Linked DNA regions of Mus musculus: region 2 is linked to region 1. Evidence: chromatin contacts called from public promoter capture Hi-C data. All regions are on one chromosome and are shown on one strand. Each heading gives the region's core, a stretch centred on a gene start, on an enhancer-like site or on the middle of the called end of the contact. The rest is flanking DNA. Distances are from core to core; before and after follow the strand shown. Region 1 holds the start of Traf3ip2 (TRAF3 interacting protein 2). Region 2 overlaps Rev3l (REV3 like, DNA directed polymerase zeta catalytic subunit).

What was found. Promoter capture Hi-C pulls out the DNA fragments that hold promoters and counts their contacts.
Region 2: a promoter capture Hi-C map of the HPC-7 cell line shows a contact between it and region 1. The contact joins the enhancer-like site here to the promoter of Traf3ip2 in region 1. A contact is called at or near these places in 7 of 39 promoter capture datasets (the 3T3-L1 cell line, 3T3-L1-derived adipocytes, the HPC-7 cell line and 2 more), 1 of 15 datasets of contacts at CTCF or cohesin (the NIH/3T3 cell line), 3 of 115 datasets of contacts at active chromatin or transcription factors (embryonic hindbrain, hepatocytes and memory CD8 T cells) and 2 of 9 other capture datasets (adipose tissue and pancreatic islet).

What each region holds. Positions count from the first base shown.
Region 1 is chr10:39,609,413-39,615,463 of GRCm38.p6, reverse strand. It overlaps Traf3ip2 (TRAF3 interacting protein 2), which reads right to left and starts at 2,530. Exons shown (of 9, transcript NM_134000.3): 1 at 2,118-2,530. It overlaps Gm16364 (predicted gene 16364), which reads left to right and starts at 1,782. Exons shown (of 6, transcript NR_152259.1): 1 at 1,782-1,980.
Region 2 is chr10:39,772,041-39,778,091 of GRCm38.p6, reverse strand. The region is part of intron 1 of Rev3l (REV3 like, DNA directed polymerase zeta catalytic subunit); the gene reads right to left. Among named protein-coding and RNA genes, the nearest start is that of Rev3l, 43 kb to the right of the region's middle. Within about 2 kb of position 3,606, at least 29 of the 459 cell types and tissues checked have an H3K27ac peak or open chromatin away from gene starts, as enhancers often do. A contact at or near this core is called in the HPC-7 cell line and memory CD8 T cells, where this site is marked.

The DNA.
Region 1 (6,051 bases), core at 1,281-3,780:
CCCTTCATTCAGGGACGTGCAGGCTCGAACACTGTGTGTCTTCGGGCCCTCTGAGAATCACTAAGCTAAGAAACTCTCTTGTCCCACAGTATCCTGCAACGTTGTCTGACCCTCCCTCCTGCTTAAGGCGGCCCCACAAAGTGAACCTGTCAGAATGGCTGCATCATTTGCCCCCTAACGCTTGTCCTGTGTGGAATGACTGGGGAGAGCAGCACCACATTAAGAGTGGCTGTGGTGGCACTTCTACCATCAAAGTGCTGCTACCCCACTTTCAGATGATAACACTTCAGGATTTGAAATAAGAATCAGGAACTCACCACAAGCAAACGTGCCCTTATTCCAGAATACAGAGAAATGAGGCTATAGACCAGAGCCTGGATTCCCTACAGAGAATTTAGCAATACCCAAAGCTCCTGGAACTGTATTGACAGTAAGTAGTTGCTCAAAAGAAACAATAATAACGTTTCTTAAAGCAGTGGTTTGGAAAAGGTTAAGAACCCAGCGTATCTGCCAGCTGGTGATGACTCTAATCATAGTCACCAGCCTTACATGGTGCTGGGTGGTTGCTCTGTTCCCTTTCCCCTCCTCCCATTAAAGGCCCACACACGGACTGCTGGGGCCTGGAGTGCCTTCCGATCCAGCTCCTGGCCTCTGCAGCAGGATCGTCTGCCAGCTCTGGAGCCTGCCTTGACTCTCAGTAAACACATGGGACATGAGCTAAATTCAAGAAATCCCATTTCCCCCTGCGTGGTTAAAGCCAGAAATGATGGCTGGATTCTAGGCTGCTCTCCTGCAGAGCTGCAGCTGCTACCCCACCCCCACCTCACCACCACCCCACCACCCCAACACCCCAACACCCCACCACCCCACCACCCCACCACAGGCTGCCTGCCCTGACAGCTGCTTGACCTTCACCCTGGAAAGCAGATGAGGGAAACTGAGAAAAAAAAAAAAAAAACTTTTTTTCAAAGTTTACGTGCAAGATTGAGTGCCTCTACAGCATCTGATGACATGCCAGGTTCTGGGGGCTGGAAAAATAGAAGCAAAGGCCTTCCTAATGCACTAGTAGCAGGGGTAAAATATATATGTGTAGTAATCAGTAAACAAAACAAGTTTTAGAGACCACCCATTATGGTAGTACCCTTCTGGGACTACCCTGGCCTTGGTTTCTTAGAAAAGAATTTAGACATAATCATGTTAGTGTGTGAGTGCACACATATGTATACACACACACACACACACACACACACACACACACACTTTGTGGATGAAGAAATCCAGGCATCTGGGAGCCAAAGAGAATTGCCTAAGAGATGCACCCACACCAAAGTGGAGGGAGAACTTGGAAGCACGTTTTCTGCTTTTTTCAATTACTAATTTGGTTTCTTTCCACGACACCCTTAGAAAAAGTCTCTAGTCTAAGAGGCCACTGTGAACTAGGAAGTCACAGAGAAGGCAGCTTCCAAGATCCAGTGTTTCTTCTCTGGCCTCCCCAGCACCATCCAGACCCAGCAAACCACTGGCTAAAGGAAATGGAGGCCTGGGGGGGGGGGGAATGTGGGGGGGGGGCGGCGAGCACTTTCTGACCCAAGAATGTGAGGCTGGTATTTTCCCCCAGCATAAAATAGAGAAAAACTGGGAGTTGGCCTTCCCGCAGTCCCTGACGTGTCTTGGGCTGAAAGCCAAGTACTTAATCCTTTCTACCATGGCTCCCTCCTTGGAGAAACAGTTTTGATTCGTTTTTAAAGACAGGTTCTTGCTACGTCACCCAGGCTGGCCCTGAACTCACTGCGTACTTTGATTTCTTGATGGCTGACTATGAGTACTGAAAACTCCAACCCGGCAGCGTGTAGTGCTGTGTGCCTCTCCTTATAGAGTTAAACTCAGCCAGGCCTGCCCGAGAGAAACCCTAAACTGGCGCCACATTCCTGCTGGAACTCTGTCACAGTCTCAGCTCAAACTGGCCTCCAGATGGACAAGGTAAAGGTGGGGGCATGAGGGCGGAGGGCGGAGGGAAGTGAGATCAGGACCTTGTGGCAACAGAGAAGCCAGTGGACTGGAAAGCCGGCCAGTGGTTAAAGAGGTCAGAGCAGCCAGGCACCAGTGAGTTCACTTACCTAAGATCGCCACCGACAGACGGCCCAGGGGGTGGTCGCTGGCTCTGCTCACGGGGATCCACCTTGGGCCGCTCAGACCTCCCTCGCCCTCTCCAGTCCCAGGTAAGTGGTGGAGCAGGCTCTCGAGCAGGAAGTGGATGCTGTATGCAAATCTCTACGGAGAGGAAGCCTCTGCTCAGCCTCTCCCCGTGGGGCAGTGAATCAACCGCCAAGAAGTCACTTTATTTCTTAAAACAGAAACCTCTTGCGTTCACCAGAGAGAACCAGCAACCAATTAGGCTGCATCCTGCTTTTACCACCCAGATAAGAAACTGTGAGGAATGCCCCGGGCTTCTGGGTTACTGCAGCGCCTGAGAAGGTGTCTCCCGGAGACAGAACTTGCGGTCTTCACACTGCTTATTCTTGAGCAGCTTCAAACGAGCCTGGGCCTGATAATGGGAGGGAATATGAAGCAAGAACTTTTAACTGTGTTTTTTAACTCACCAAAACAGATTTGCTGCCTGTAACTATGGGGCAAAGGATTCACTGCCTACAGCCCTGTGCAGGACTGTATCACACACACACACACACACACACACACACACACACACACACACACACCTCTGACTTCTCATTTCACAATCTTTTGATTTGGGTTTTTGTTTGTTTTGCTTTTTTGTTTGTTTTTGTTTTCGAGACAGGGTTTCTCTGTGTAGCCCTGGCTGTCCTGGAACTCACTCTCTAGATCAGGCTGGCCTCGAACTCAGAAATCCCCCTGCCTCTGCCTCCTAACGCTGGGATTAAAGGCATGTGCCACCACTGCCTGGCTCTCATTTCACAATCTTAAGTTTATTTCTTTCTTTTCCCTTTGTTTATTCAGTACACTACAGAATTTATTGCACAGACAGGGATCCTGGAGGCAGAACAATGGCACCATGCTATGTGTGGGTAATATAAATCCAGGTTATTTCTAAAGCACTGGAGGGTGATGGGAGCCAGTCCGGGTGTGAACTCTCAGGCCACCAGCCAGCACTGATCGCAGCCACTGAACTTCCCCCCTCTACCATAGAAAGTGTCTCAGACTGAGCCAGTCCAGTCTCTCCACTCTTGCATAGGGAACATTGCCCAAAATGTCCTCAATCAGATTGCCCCAGGTCTGCCTAAGTATTACACTTAAAGTTGTACCACACATTATAAACAAAGGGAATGTGGCTTGTTTTTAAAACTTTATAATAAAGTGGTACACATTGTGGTGTGTTCTTACAATGAAGTACTACTTAGCTGTTAAAACAATGAAAATTTGTATTCATTTGTATTATTTGTACAAACATGGGAAGGTGGCTTTGAGAAATTATTTAATAAAACATTATTCTTGACAATATATATATATATATGTAGTGACAGAGAGAGAGAGGTGTCCCCAGCATGTAGGACACTGCTTATGACATTGTAGGCAGTCACTGTATACCTGTTGGATCATCACGTCAGAAATGGCTGTAGCTGAGCCTGGTAACACAGGCCTGATAGTCCCATATTTATTAGCTCAGCCTTGAACTTTCTGCCTCGAACATTATTATTAGATCTTAGGGGTTGGGGGAAAACAACACTCCTTGTGGAGTGGCTGAAACGAGGGTAATTGGGGAGGGGCAGCTGTCAGCATTGAAAGGAGAACAGGAAAGGAAGGCATGGAAGGGGTGGTAGAGGAGAGAAGATGAACTCATTTCTCATAGCTGTCCTTAAATGGGCTGAGATGAGCCTCAGAGTAGTTTCTGGAAACCTCTGCCTTTGGAACCCTTTCCATGAGGAGTCAGGACAGCCAGTCTCCACCCAATGAGAGCTGTGGCCTGGGGGAAAGGCAGCAAGCCTAAGGCTTGTCTGAGGTTGCTGGGCACCCCTCCTCTCTGAATCCATCCTGAGTTTGGGGAATGGGATAACAGCTCCTTGCTGAGAGCATCTGCTGGGCCCCTCCTGGAAAGCAGCCCAAGGATGTAAACTGTTTATAGAGAGTCTCCTGCGCCGAGAAACTTCTGTCTGCGCATGCCTGGCAAGCTTAGACTGAAAGGAATGACAGAGGCCATGCCTGAGGACTGGGACATCAACATCTCAGGTTCCCAGATGCTATCCACTGCTGTCTGGATGCTCGTGTGTAACCTCCAGGGAGCAGCTCTTTCCTGAGGACCTTTGCACACCTTTAACAACCTTTAACCTTTAACCTTTAACTTTCAAGCAGACCCGAGAGGTGCAGAAGCTGCCATTTGCGCTGTGCCTTCGAAGAACACAACACTCAAGAGACACCTGGTAGCTTCTAGAAGGGCACATAGCTAATTTGTGGAGCAGCCAGAGCTGTCTCGCTTGTAGTGTCTTTCCTCCCTCGGCTGCTTGGCTCTGGACTGTTTCCTACAAGTTTGAGTGCAGCTGAGGTACTTCCCTTTCTTTATACAATTCTTGACAACACTCAAGAGGGGAAGGAAGGAAGCAGTAAACAGGCATGGCCATGGCTGCCAGTCACTTGGGTCTGTGTTTACTGTGTTTACACATGGATCGCTGCTGTCAAAGTCAAAAGGAGCAGGTCGTGGTGTCAAGACATGGGCTAACCATCTCACGCTGAGTTAAAAAGTCCAGAAGTCATTCTGTAGACCAGGCTGGCCTTGAACTCAGAGATCCGCCTGCCTCTGCCTCTTAAGTGCTGGGAGTTCCAGGACAGCCAGGGCTACAGAGAAACCCTGTCTTGGAAAAAAAAAAAAAAACCAAAACCAAAACAAACAAACAAACAAAAAAATCCAGATGTAAAGGATTTATGTTTGCCAAGTTCTAGGGCTTGTTTTGGTTGCCTTTCTGTTGCTGTGAGAAGATACCATCACCAAGGCAACTCAGAAAAGAAAGTGTTTAGTTAGGCATTACTGTTTCAGAAAGTTAGACTATGTGGTGGTTTGAATGATCGGCCATAGGGAGTGGCAGTATTAAGATATATTGCCTTATTAGAGTTGGTGTGACCTTGTTGGAAGAAGTATGTCATATGTTACCGCCTCCTATGCTCAGGCTCTGCCCAGTATGGAAAAGACCCTCCTTGCTGCCTGCATAAATGAGTCTCCACCTGGCTGCCTTCAGATCAAGACGTAGAACTCTAGGCTCTCCAGCCCCAAGTCTACTTGCATGATGCAATTCTTCCATTGATGATAATGTACTGAACCTCTGAACCTATAAGTCAGCCTTGGATATACTGTCTCTTCACATCAATAAAACCCTAAGTTAGTACTAGGGACTAGGGTATTACTGTGATAGGCCTGATCATGCTTTTGTTTGGAAGAATGTGGATTTTGGGACTTTGGATTTTAAATGCAATGGAATGCTTTAAGTGGGACTTAATGGGCCATCCTTGTAGGAATATGAAAGACTTTGTTGCTGAGAGTTCTGCATCTTGTTCCAAAGGCAGACAGAAGACTGGCTAGGAAAAGGATCTTAAAGCTTGTGTGATCTTAAAGCTCACACTCACAATGACACACTTCCTCCAACAAGGCTACACCTACTCCAACAAGGCCAACTTCCTAATAGTGCCACTCCCTGGACCAAGCATATTCAAACCACCACAGAACTATAATTCAAAAATGGAGGGCACACCTGTGAGAGATTGAGAGATTTTTCTGATTAGTTGAAAGTCAGTGAGTTCACTTCTAGTCCAGAACTTTGAGGTAGGAAGATAAGCCTCTGATTCAGATTTTGAGATGGGAAGACACAGGTTTTTTATCTAGACTTGAGATGGGAAGACATCTTTAATCTGGGCAATACCTTCTTCTGGAAGCCAATATAAGGACATGGAAGAAGGAAGGTTTTTGCTTTTTGCCTGCTTTGCCTTGCCTTGCTCACACAACCATTCCTTCATTTCCATTGGAATATACTTCTTCAGAATTTTTACATATACAGAAGACCAGCTGAAATACCCAGCCTTGTGGGACTG
Region 2 (6,051 bases), core at 2,357-4,856, 160 kb before region 1:
TTGTCTCCAGAAATTTTATTAGGGTATAGTTTATAATAAAAACAGAAAATTTTATAGGGTATATTTTGATATGTATATATTGTAAGATGACTAAATAGGATAATTAATATACCCATTCCCTTGCATATTTATTTTGTGATTAAAATTTTAGTATCCACTCCTAGTCAAAAGGTCATTTATAATTGATAGTTGCTGGCTAGGGAGGGATAATCAGTTTTCTTCAATGCAATGACACTGGATATATCAACCACAGTCCAAGGCGGGCCTCGTACTCTGGAGTAAGTGGTCAATACAGATCCAAGTACATGTATTTTGTGGGGTTTGTTATAGTTATTTTGAGAGAAAGAAAGAGCACATGGTTGGGTTTGTATTTGGGGGAGAGGGGGTGATCTGAGAGGAGCTGGAAAAGAGGAAATAATATGATGGAAATACGTTGCACAAAATTCTCAAACAAGTAAAAACATCTTTTAAAAGCTTGGAGAAAATTTAGCTCAAAGCCTTTGGAAAAAAAAAAAAAAGCTGGTCAATCATTAACTGTTCTAGGCTAGCTATGCAGAGAGTTCTAAGAATGGAGACTACAACTACCAGCCAGCAAAATTACTAAAGAAATAAAAACAACAAACAAATATAAACATCGAAGGTGTGGAAAACCTGACTTAAAAATATTGCCACCAGGGCTCAGTGGTTAAGACTGTTCTTCCAGGGGTCCTGAGTTTAATTCCAACAACCACATAGTAGCTTATAACCATCTGTAATGGGATCTGATGTCCTCTTCTGGTCTATCTGAAGACAGCTACAGTGCATTCATATAAATGAAATAAATAAATCTTTTTAAAAGAGGTGGTGGGAGAGGCTGGATAGATGGCTCAGCAGTTAAGAGCACTGGTTACTCCTCCAAAGATCCTGAATTCAGTTCCCAGCAACCACATGGTAGCCCGCAAGCATCTGTAATGGGATCTGATGATGCCCTCTTCTGGTGAGTCTGAAGACAGTGACAGTGAACTCATATACAAAAAAAAAAGTGAATCTTAAAAGAAAAAAAAAAACCGAAAAAACTTCTACCAACTTGAAAATGTCTAGTTTTCAAAGAAAACAATATGGTCTTACTGTAGGGCGTAAAAAAGCACTTCAGAGAAACTGTACCCTGATGTATGCTAGCCACAGAACTTACTGAGCAAAGGCTTCAAGGCCAGTTACTACGAATATTTCAAAGAACTAAAGCCACAAAAAAATTACACTTTAGACTCTAACCATTCTATGTCATTTAAGAGATAAGAGCATAAAGTCATAATTATAAAATTATGTTGAGGGGTTTAAGGTAAAAAGATGGGCTTTGTATGATGGCAACAGCACAAAGTAAGAAGAGAATGACACACAGTTGATGAAAATTATACAATAAAACTACATAGGAGCTAATCCAAATAATACCACGGTAAGATGGGGAAGGATAATTACCACAAAGAGAATAATCTTAAAAACTGCGTAGAAAACAATAAGGGACATAAACGAGAACAGTAAAAAAACAAAAACAAAAAACAACTAAGATAAAAGTAATGGCGGTATAAAAACAAGAAACAAACTACCAAATATGAAATGTAAAACTATGCAGAATCATGACGGAGTGTGAAACTTATCATATCTCACTCCACTCCACTCCACTCAGTTACTTGACAGAGTAAGTCTTTGGAGGTGGATTTTAACTGAGCTGAGAAGGCCTACAGGCTGGGGACCCCCAGAAAACAACAAAAAGACACAGAACCACCCCTCTCTCTGCTTCCCCACTGTGAACACAGATGAGTACTCTCACACTCCTGCCATCACACCTTCCTGAGAGCCAGAATAAACCTTGGAAGGCCTTGTAAGAAAGAGGACCTGCAACTGAACATGTTAGAAAATTGTTTCATTCTTATAATTCCTTTCAAATGCTAATAATTAAAATACTTATAATGTCCTTGTATCTTCCTTTTTTTGTAAAGAAAGGTCTCTTTCTAGGTTGAACAACTATAACAGAAAAGTATACTACAACTTTTTTTTTTCCTTCAAGACAGGGTTTCTCTGTATAGCCCTGGCTATCCTGGAGCTCACTTTGTAGACCAGGCTGGTCTCGAACTCAGAAATCTGCCTGCCTCTCCCTCCCAAGTGCTGGGATTAAAGGTGTGCGCCACCACGCCCGCTACAACTATTTTTTTGATAATTATACTACAAAGTTGTTGAAATAATACATAAAAGCTCATTTAACTTAATTGTCATACAAAAGAAATCAGTAACTACTTTGACTTTTAGTAACTATGAAACTCAATTTGCATACTGCCAAAAGCCCTACACTGTGACTTATCATTTTCTTTTTTGTAAAGCCTGGACCAAAGTGTGGATGCTTCAGTCTTTCCTAGAAGGGGAAACAAAATACTCAAGGGAGGAAGTAGGGAGACAAAGTGTGAAGCAGAGACTGAAGGGAAAGCCATCTTTCCTTCAGTCTGCCCCACTAGGGATCCATCCCATATATAGTCACCAAACCCAGACACTATTGTGGATGCCAAGAAGTGCTTGCTGACAGGAGCATGATATAGCTGCCTCCTGAGAGGCCCTTGCCAGTGTCTGACAAATACAGAGGTGGATGCTCACAGCCATCCATTGGACTGAGCACGGGGGTCCCCAATAGAGGAGTTAGAGAAAGGACTGAAGGAGTTGAAGGGGTTTGCAGCTCTGGTTGGTTGAAAAACAATAGCAACCAACCAGACCCCAGAGTGCTCCCAGGGACTAAACCACCAACCAAAGAGTACACATGGAGGGACCCATGGCTTCAGTCACTTATGTAGAAGAGGATAGCCTTGTCGGGCATTAATGGGAGAGGCCCTTGGTCCTGTGAAGGGTCAATGCCCCGTGTAGAGGAATGCCAGGGTGGGGAGGCAGGAGTGGGTGGGTCAGTTGGGGAATACCCTCATATAAGCAGGATGGGATAGGAGGTTTCCTGGGGGGGGGGGGGAGATGCTGAAGTGTAAAAAAAAATAAAAATAAAAATAAAACCACAACAACAGGTAAGATGAGTAGTTTGGTTTTTTTGCTTATTCTACTTCTAGGAATTAAACTCAGAGTGAGTGCTCTACCAGTGAGCCATACCTCCTGCTGAGGAACCAAGTGGGGGTGTTTTTTAAACATTTTAAGACTTATTTTGGGTATATAGGTAATATCCTTGTTTTGTATGTCGTGTTTGGAAGCTATTTAACACATGCACAGCTGCCTTATAGTTCTTATAGTTACACTAGAACTGTTGAAAGAAGTTGAGAGAGAGGATGTGTGTGTTCTATAGCTCCATGACTAGATTTTAGCTGGTCAGTAAGCCTGTAGCCTAGGCTAGGGTTTCATAAGCACTTCTCAGCTTTCCTCCCCTTTTCCATCAAACAAGAATGCGAGTGGTGTCTGCAACTGCATTTCTCGTTCTGGAAATGACTAGCCTCTGGGTAGCTTCCCATTTCCAGCTTCCCGGCTAGCAGTGCAAAGGCACCCCACCATCACCAACACCTTCAGTGGAAAGTCTAATGGAAGGCTGGGGGCTGCTAACGTTGGGCAACAGCAACTGTTAATACAGATGTTCACGCTCAGATTCCAACTACTTAGACTTCATTTCCTCACCACTTCCTGGCTCTACTGGCTTCTTTAGCAAGACGTGGCTCTCACTACTCACTTGTCTTCTAGCTTGGACATTTACCTTGTGACTTTGTTTTTTTGTTTTGTGTATTGTTTATTTTTATTGAGAGAAGATTTCACTATACAACTCTAGCTGTCCTGGAATTCACTATGTAGACCAGGTTGCTTTCAGACTCATAAAGATCTGCCTACTTCTGCCTCCCAAGTGCTGGGATCAAAGGTGCCAGCTTTGGTTTGGTTCCTTTTTAAAAAATAGGTTTTCAGGTTGTTCAGGTTCTTTTTTTACTGTGAAGACAAGCATGACAATCTCACTTCCTCCCTCTTCCCTCTCATCCTAGTCAGGTCTTCTATGGAGCTCAGATGGCCGTGAGCTGCAGATCGTGCCTCGGCCTCTCAAGGGCTGCTGTGTGCCACCAAACTTGGCACAATCTCTCATTTCTTTACATAGCTAAATTGAATCATAAATTGCAATATCTAATTGAATTTCTCTTTCTGAGAATAAGATGCCTTAGGTTCATCTTGTACTTTGTCTGCCCCAGATCTAGAATAAGTGATTTCTGTAGAGACACCCCCCTTTTTAAAAATGGGTAATGTTTAGAAATCAGAATCTGGAAACAGTGTAATCACAACATTAAGATGTTCAAGAATTCCTCCTTGGCTACATAGCAAGTTTGAGGTCAGCCTGGACTATGAGATTTGTCTGAAAATTCCCTCTCTTCCTAATCAGGTCTTTTATGTAGCTCAGATTGTCTTGAACTCCCAATCCTGCCTCAGCAACTCAAGTGCTGGTATGTGGCATCAAACGTGGCACAATTTCTAATAATTTCACCGACATATATTTCTGTTTCTATTCTATGAAAAACTATGAGCTCAAAATGATACCTCAGATCTCAACCCAATAACGTAGAGACATCCTGGTCCTCTATATGTTACTCTCCTGAGCAATAACAAGAAACCTGGTTCTGCTATTTGAAATATATGGTTTATTTATTATATATTTATAATTATATGGCTTCATACAAGCTTAGAACACACACAAACATACATACATACACACACACAATCGCAGAGTTACTACTTCACCACTGAGAAAATTTTATTTAAAAACTAAGATTCAGTGTTTTCTGAGTATAGAAAGTTCCTATAGAGTGAAATCTATAAATGGGGAATTTAGTGAACCCTGAATTTTCACAAGTGCAACTGTCATGTTATACAACATTTCCATCATCTGTGTTGTCTTTTTTGTGTGTTTGTCTTCATTTATCTTGTCACACAGTGGATCAAATGCTTAAAGTCAAGAGAAAGTCCATTCTTATGTGTTTGGCCAGCAGCACACCAAATCACATCACAATATTCATGCCAGTGTTTGGAGCTAGGTAATTTGCTCTAGTCATTTTAATGGTTGTATTGTGATATATCATAGTGGCTTTAATTTGCACTTATATGATGACAGGACTGTATAAAGTATTTTTCCACACTTGCATACTGGATATTCAAGAATATTCCTTAATGAAATGTCTATAGTCCTTTGCTGACTTTGTTTTTAAATGAGCTGCCTTTATAATTTAGCATAGAGTTGCTTAGACATAGAAAAGTTGTTAGCTATATGTTTTGGAAACATCTCAAAATCTGTGACTCACTTATTTCATTGTCCTATAATCACCTTTGTGGATGGAGGCGGGTATATGTATGTTGCATGTGGCTGGGTAGGGGTGGGGGAATCTATGTGTGGCAAGCTCCCAAATCACAAGGACTTGAATTTTTCCTGACACTCTCTCACTTCCTAATCGGGAATCTCCCACTATGAAGGTCATTGCCTACAGTATTATTTACATAAATGATATATTATGCTTATATAATAAAGTATCAATAGTCAGCACAAATCCAAAAACAAGCACCAGCCCTCAGACTGACTTCCTCAGGGTGTTCATCAGGAAGGGCACAGTGCCACATGTGCAGCACACATGGCATGGTCAGGGGCTCCAAGATCAGAGCAGCATGTAACAGGGACATGAGCTGGATAGCATGGGGGAGGGGCAGTGGCTACTGGGGGCCCTCAGTCAGAAGAGCTCTTGTCTTCTGGAGTACGAACACTGGCCAGCTAGAGCATCTAAGAGTGACAAAGTGTTAAAGATGACTGGAACTCTACTCTTCACATAGCAGAGACCTGAAACACAAGGAACTTTATGAAAATCCCATGAAACTTCTTTGCTTTGATCAATGGCGACCATGAAGACAAAAGAACTGGTCTCAAGCACATTTAGACCCAGGATGGTAATTTCTGAGCTTCTGTGTTTAATTTTTACATTTTGCAAGGGGGAAAAGTTAATTTTCAACCATATTTAATCTTCAAGTATAATACTCATTGTGTTAGCATACTGAAGAGGAAAATTGTATTTACAAAGA